Linked DNA regions of Cricetulus griseus: region 1 is linked to region 2. Evidence: chromatin contacts called from public Hi-C data. All regions are on one chromosome and are shown on one strand. Each heading gives the region's core, a stretch centred on a gene start, on an enhancer-like site or on the middle of the called end of the contact. The rest is flanking DNA. Distances are from core to core; before and after follow the strand shown.

What was found. A called contact is a pair of places that touch in the nucleus more often than the background predicts.
Region 1: a Hi-C map of the CHK-Q cell line shows a contact between it and region 2, with 6 times the contacts expected there. The contact joins two enhancer-like sites. A contact is called at or near these places in 3 of 8 Hi-C or Micro-C datasets (the CHK-Q cell line, the CHL-YN cell line and fibroblasts).

What each region holds. Positions count from the first base shown.
Region 1 is chr4:181,069,268-181,071,967 of CriGri-PICRH-1.0, forward strand. No RefSeq gene overlaps it. Among named protein-coding and RNA genes, the nearest start is that of Anxa2, 60 kb to the left of the region's middle. Within about 2 kb of position 1,389, at least 1 of the 6 cell types and tissues checked has open chromatin away from gene starts, as enhancers often do.
Region 2 is chr4:180,911,746-180,914,512 of CriGri-PICRH-1.0, forward strand. It overlaps Rora (nuclear receptor ROR-alpha), which reads left to right. Exons shown (of 11, transcript XM_035444448.1): 4 at 1,528-1,669. Among named protein-coding and RNA genes, the nearest start is that of Ice2, 39 kb to the right of the region's middle. Within about 2 kb of position 1,511, at least 1 of the 6 cell types and tissues checked has open chromatin away from gene starts, as enhancers often do.

The sequences.
Region 1 (2,700 bases), core at 139-2,638, 160 kb after region 2:
GAAATACTTTTTCTCCCTCTTGGTCTTTGTTGTTTCTGAGGAAGAGATTGGGAAGAGCAAGGGGAGTCACTTTGTGATCTGACTGTGCAGACTGTGAATGGCAGCACTGTCCTAAACTCGGCTTTAATTCTAATCTTTGATAAGCAGCCCCAGGCGCCAACAGAGGGAGGCCGCCCTTTCAAGAATTTCCAGTGACATTTATGTTGGGGCAGCAGTCAATTTATTATCATTTAGCAGCAGAATTGATTTGTAATTTTTAAGTGTTTTATTGGCTATAAAAGATAAAATGTGGAGTAAAGGACATAAAGTGGTATTTTGTCAGGTCAAGGGATGGGTTTATGCTTTAACGGACAGAGTGTTCAAAGGGTGAAAAGGTTTGGCCAGCTGCCTCCAATTCCTGTCCCTTTATGTGCGTGTTCAACAGGCTTCCCTCTGTGGGTCATGTACAGAGGCTCACCCACACCCTGAGCGCCTTTTATCTGAGGTATTAACTCAGCTGTTTAGATTAAGACTATCACAGGGCTTCTGAGGCTGACATGAAGCAATGGGGATGAGTCTAAATGAATCAGGTGCTTGACACATTCAGATGGGCGGTTTGTTCACCAGGGACGGTGGCCACACTGTGTCTCCAATGAGCAGACAAAATCAGAGTCTGAGAAGCAAGTAGACTGTTGCAGGGAACAGAGTCTGATCTTTGGGAATAGTCACTGTGGTATGGGGTCGGGGGTGGGGGTGTGATGCAGGAGGGAGGCAGGCTCACCAGCTTCCCCTCAACATGGTCTCTATAGGAAGGGGGAAAGGGGACAAGGAAAGAAAGACTAAACGCATTGCAAAGTGATTATTGGATAATTTGGTGCAGCGGCTCTCAGATTTTAGTGCTTGGATTACAGTCTGCTGGTGGCCTAGTTAAAACCTGGAGTGCTGGGCCACCTCCGGAGTTTCTGATGCAGGAGATCTGAGGTGGGTGAGTGTCATTTCTTGTGTTCATGCATGCGATGTGTGGAGGTCAGACGTTGATGTCAAGCATCTCTCTATCATTCTGCACTTTATTGTGTGTGCGCATGTATTTGTGTATTTGTATGTGTGCACTGTTGTACGTGCATATGGAGGCCAGAGGTCTGCCTTGAAAGCCTTCCACTCTCTCTACCTTACTCTTTGAGACTAGCCCTCACTGAACCCAGACTCACTGTCCAACAAGCTCTGGGACCCCTCCTGTCTTTACCATTAGCAGTTGTGCATCACCAGGCCCTGGTGTTTGCACTTTGGACAGAACCATCTCTTTGGCTCCTCCCCCTTCTCTTCTGAGTCAAGTTCTCTTGAAGAACCTGGAACTCACTGACCAGGTTAGACTGGCTAGCTAGTGAGGTCCAGGGATCACACTCTGGGATCACACTCCTGTTCTCATGCTTGACCGAGCATCTCACCCACTGAGCAGTCTCCCCTGCTCTGAGATTCTACAGTTTGACCAGGATCTGACCCTAAGAGACTTCAAGGCCACTGTGTAGGGAGTGAGAGAAGTCCTGGGTCAATGTTTATTGTCAAGTTGGAACCGGTCATGGCAAGGGCTCAATGCCTCAGATTTATGGGAGTAGCAAAGCTTTCCCCAGGTGAGTCAGAGGAGTGGCAAAACCTTTCTCTGGTCCCTGGGGGTGGATGTGCAGTGTTTGCTGAAATTGTCCACCACAACTCCTCCCCCACCCGATGTTTATGGCCTGAAGACTGCTCCCCCACAGAGACTGCTCCTACCAAGATTAACCCCAAAGTTCAGCTCTATGTACTGACCCCGCCTCCTTGTTCAGCTGTCTGTACTAACCCTGCCTCTTTGTTTATCTGTATGTAATACCCCTGGCTCCTTGTTCACCTGAACATAATAAACACACTGAAACTTGCAAGATCCCAGCTTTTCTGAATGTGTGTCTGTCTTTTCTTAGTTCCCTTGTTGCCCCAGGCAGAGTGTTCCAGGACCCAAGCTGTGCAGACACAGCATTGCTGCTCTGGGAATGTTTCCTCAGAGGAAGCTATATCGTAGGTCCTCATTTGTCCATGGCAGAAACAAGGGGACATGCCACAAGCATCTGTTGGGGTCCAGGAACACCTCTTTTTCAGCTCAGAATCAAGAGATCCTTGAGTCCATAGAGGTGTGCACATATGGTGTGTGTGTGTGTGTGTGTGTGTGTGTGTGTGTGTGTGTGTGTGTGTTTGTATGTGTCTGAGCAAGCAATCTAAGGCCTCACCAGGGGATAAATAGCTTTCATCTTTGCAGCTTCCAATCCAACACTGTATCAAGGAATGGGGTCCTGTTTGTTTTGAAGGCTTTGCTTCCAAAGTAATCCAGGTGCTTGGAACTCCTCGAGAAGGTCACTTGTTTTCTTACTATGCTCGGGATGCTGAGCACAGGGCTATGTGCCAGCTCTGGTATAGGGCTCAAACGATTTGGTGTAAAATGGAGATGCTGGGCCACTTTACCAATGATCTTGGAGTTTGGAGGTAGCAGCAAAGCCTGGGGGACAGCATAGGTGTCCCCACTATGAACCCACTTGGGCACAGTACAGGTATAACCCAATGAAGCCACAGAGGGACAGCACAGGCACAGCCCATGAAGCCACTGGGGGACAGCATAGGCACAGTCCATGGAGCCAGTGCTGGTGGTCACCTAGAAATACTGGCCCCTGACTGTAGATTCAGAACACCCTGTCGTGG
Region 2 (2,767 bases), core at 261-2,760:
CTCGCCCCACCAATGTCCCCTTGGTTGGAGTCATCTGTTTTTATCATTAAAGAAAGCTCTGAAGATGGCCATTCTTTCTCATATATCCCTTGTGGCTCTGCTTCACACAAACAATTCCTTACCTTTTCTTTTGGGGTTTTTTTTTTTTTTTTGCCCAGCTTACAATGCCATTGAAAAAATATATGTCTATGTGTGTATGTGTGCGTATGTATATCTCTATATAGATATATATGTGCATGCATATATGTGTGCATATACATATGCCCTCAATGCCTCCGCTATGTATTTGGAAGTGAAGAAATATGCTTCTAAGTAGGGCATGAAAAATCTATGGCAGATTAGAGCACATTTTCAAGTAAGTGATCGTGGAAATACTGTACCTGTGAGGAGCTTGTGGGTTCCTGCTAATAATCACTAAAGGAAAGCTTGCTTGCACATTTCAGTCCCAATACTGAAAATCAGGGAGTTAATAAACACACAAGCAAAAAAAACACATCCTTGGGGTCAGCAGCTCCCTCATGTCTTTGCACACCCTCTCATTTCCATGACAGCACTCGACACAAATGAGAAACTGATGATCACCATGCCGGACCTGTCAAAGCCTAAAGGCCATGATTCTAAACTGCTGATTCTCAACCATTTAGGATGGAGAATTCCCAGTGCAACTGATCTTTAAAGTAGTCAATCCAAGTGTCATCTAACTGTTTGCACCAACAGGTTCAGACTTAGGGATGAGAGATGCCTAAATGGTCAGAGACTCGAGTGGCAGAGAGAAAACACCAACACCAGAGCATACCGTAGCACATCCAGACTGCAGCGAGCTGAATGGAACCATGTTTTCCTTAACTTTGGAAAGCCTGGAGAAATGTTTATTTTACCAAGAAAGTGTTTCAGAGGCTGGAGAGCTAGATGCCTTTGTGGGTTAGAGAGCTTGCTGCACAAGCGTGAGAACCTACATTGAATCCCCAGCACTCTCACAAAAAGCCAGGCACAGCCATGGGCACCTGACACTCCAGCACTGTGGGAGACAGAGATGGGAGGATCAGCAGGGCTTGAGACGTGACAGTCTATTCCCAGGTACAGTGAGACCCTGTCTCAATGAATAAGATAGAGAGTGAGAGCAAGAGCAGGACACCTGACGTCATCTTCTGCCCTCCACAGCATACACACTTGTGTGTACACCTCTAAAAAAGGGTATTTTAGAGATATAGGTTAAAGACAAATCCTTCCAGCAAGCACACTGCTTTGTTTGATCAGCCAGATCATGTGTCGTTTACACAGTCAACTGGGTGAAAGTTAAAGGAAGTTTTGCATGTGTAAGGGATAGAGGATTACACCCTGGGGGTTAATTTTACTCATAGAAAAAGAAGTGACTTTAATTTCATTAATGATCTCCTGGACAATTCTGCTCCAAGCTTAACCCTCCATTAAATATTAATTTAGTGGTGCTCAGTGCTTAGTCCACGGCCTTTGGTATCACCGCTGGAACGGACACTAACCTGTTCCGTATTTATAACTGAATCACAGGGCTTTTTCAGGAGAAGTCAGCAGAGCAATGCCACCTACTCCTGTCCCCGTCAGAAGAACTGTTTGATCGACCGAACCAGCAGAAACCGCTGCCAGCACTGTCGACTGCAGAAATGCCTTGCCGTAGGGATGTCTCGTGATGGTGAGCCTCTCACAGCTGGAGTGGGCAAACGCATGGGGCTGGGCAAGCATGCACTCCTGAAATGGGTACTGCTCCATCAGGGGAAGCCCTCTCAGCCTTCCCAGGTCCCTCTGGCAGGTTTATGCAATCCACAGCACTTCCTTTATCCCGATCTCCTGGAGTCAGCTGACTAGCTCATGGGGGTAGGCAGAGAAGTGTCTTGTAGTCAGAAAACCTTCAGGTTGCCACCATTTCAGAAACTACAGGTATGTGTCTTCTGAAGGCTTTCATAAACATGCCTCCCGCAGGAAACCCAAGCCAGGACAAATCAAGTAGATGTAACGATAGTAAGTCTACTGGCATTTAGCAGGAAATAGTTCTTACGGTAACTGGGTCGTCTGAATCACCTGCCAACGTCAAACATTTGCACCTTCCGAACATGTGAAAGTAGTGCAAAGTGAGGCTTGGTGGTAAACGTCCTTTTTCATTAAGAGAAGGCATCAGGACTAGAAATGGGCCACTGTCCAATTACAGAGCATCTCACGATCTTCCCTGAAACTATCTTAAGTGCACCAAAAGACGCCAGGATTCGGGACAGTTCTGCATGGAACTGGGCAGGAAGTGCAGCAGGTCCACTTTAAGGACTTTTCCAAGTACACTAGCGGACTGTCTCCAAAGATCTCCTTGGGTGGAGCATCAGCCTGTGCTTCCCACCATCAGCTAAGTTCTTAGGACTCTGTGGAGCCACCCAGGCTCAGGTTCATATTCACTACATATCCTGTGAGTCTCTCTGCACTGCTAGAGGGATCACACTTTTGCCATTAGGAAACAGGAATCTCAGAACCAACAGTAAATTTGTCTTCCTACAGCATAAGAGTGACAGTTGGCTATGGCTCTTATCAACCTGTAAGTTAAAACTGAGTGCTGGTCCTTCTTATCCCCCTCACTGGATACAACTGCCATTTTATTAAGACAAAAGCCAAACCATAATTACACAGAGTTCCAAAAGTTTTATCCAGGGGGTGTTCCAAAATATTCTTTGTCACTCCACAAATTAAATGCCTTCGGGAAGGCTTCATGTGTATGTACATAAAATAGTATAGGTTGTTGTGAGGAAGA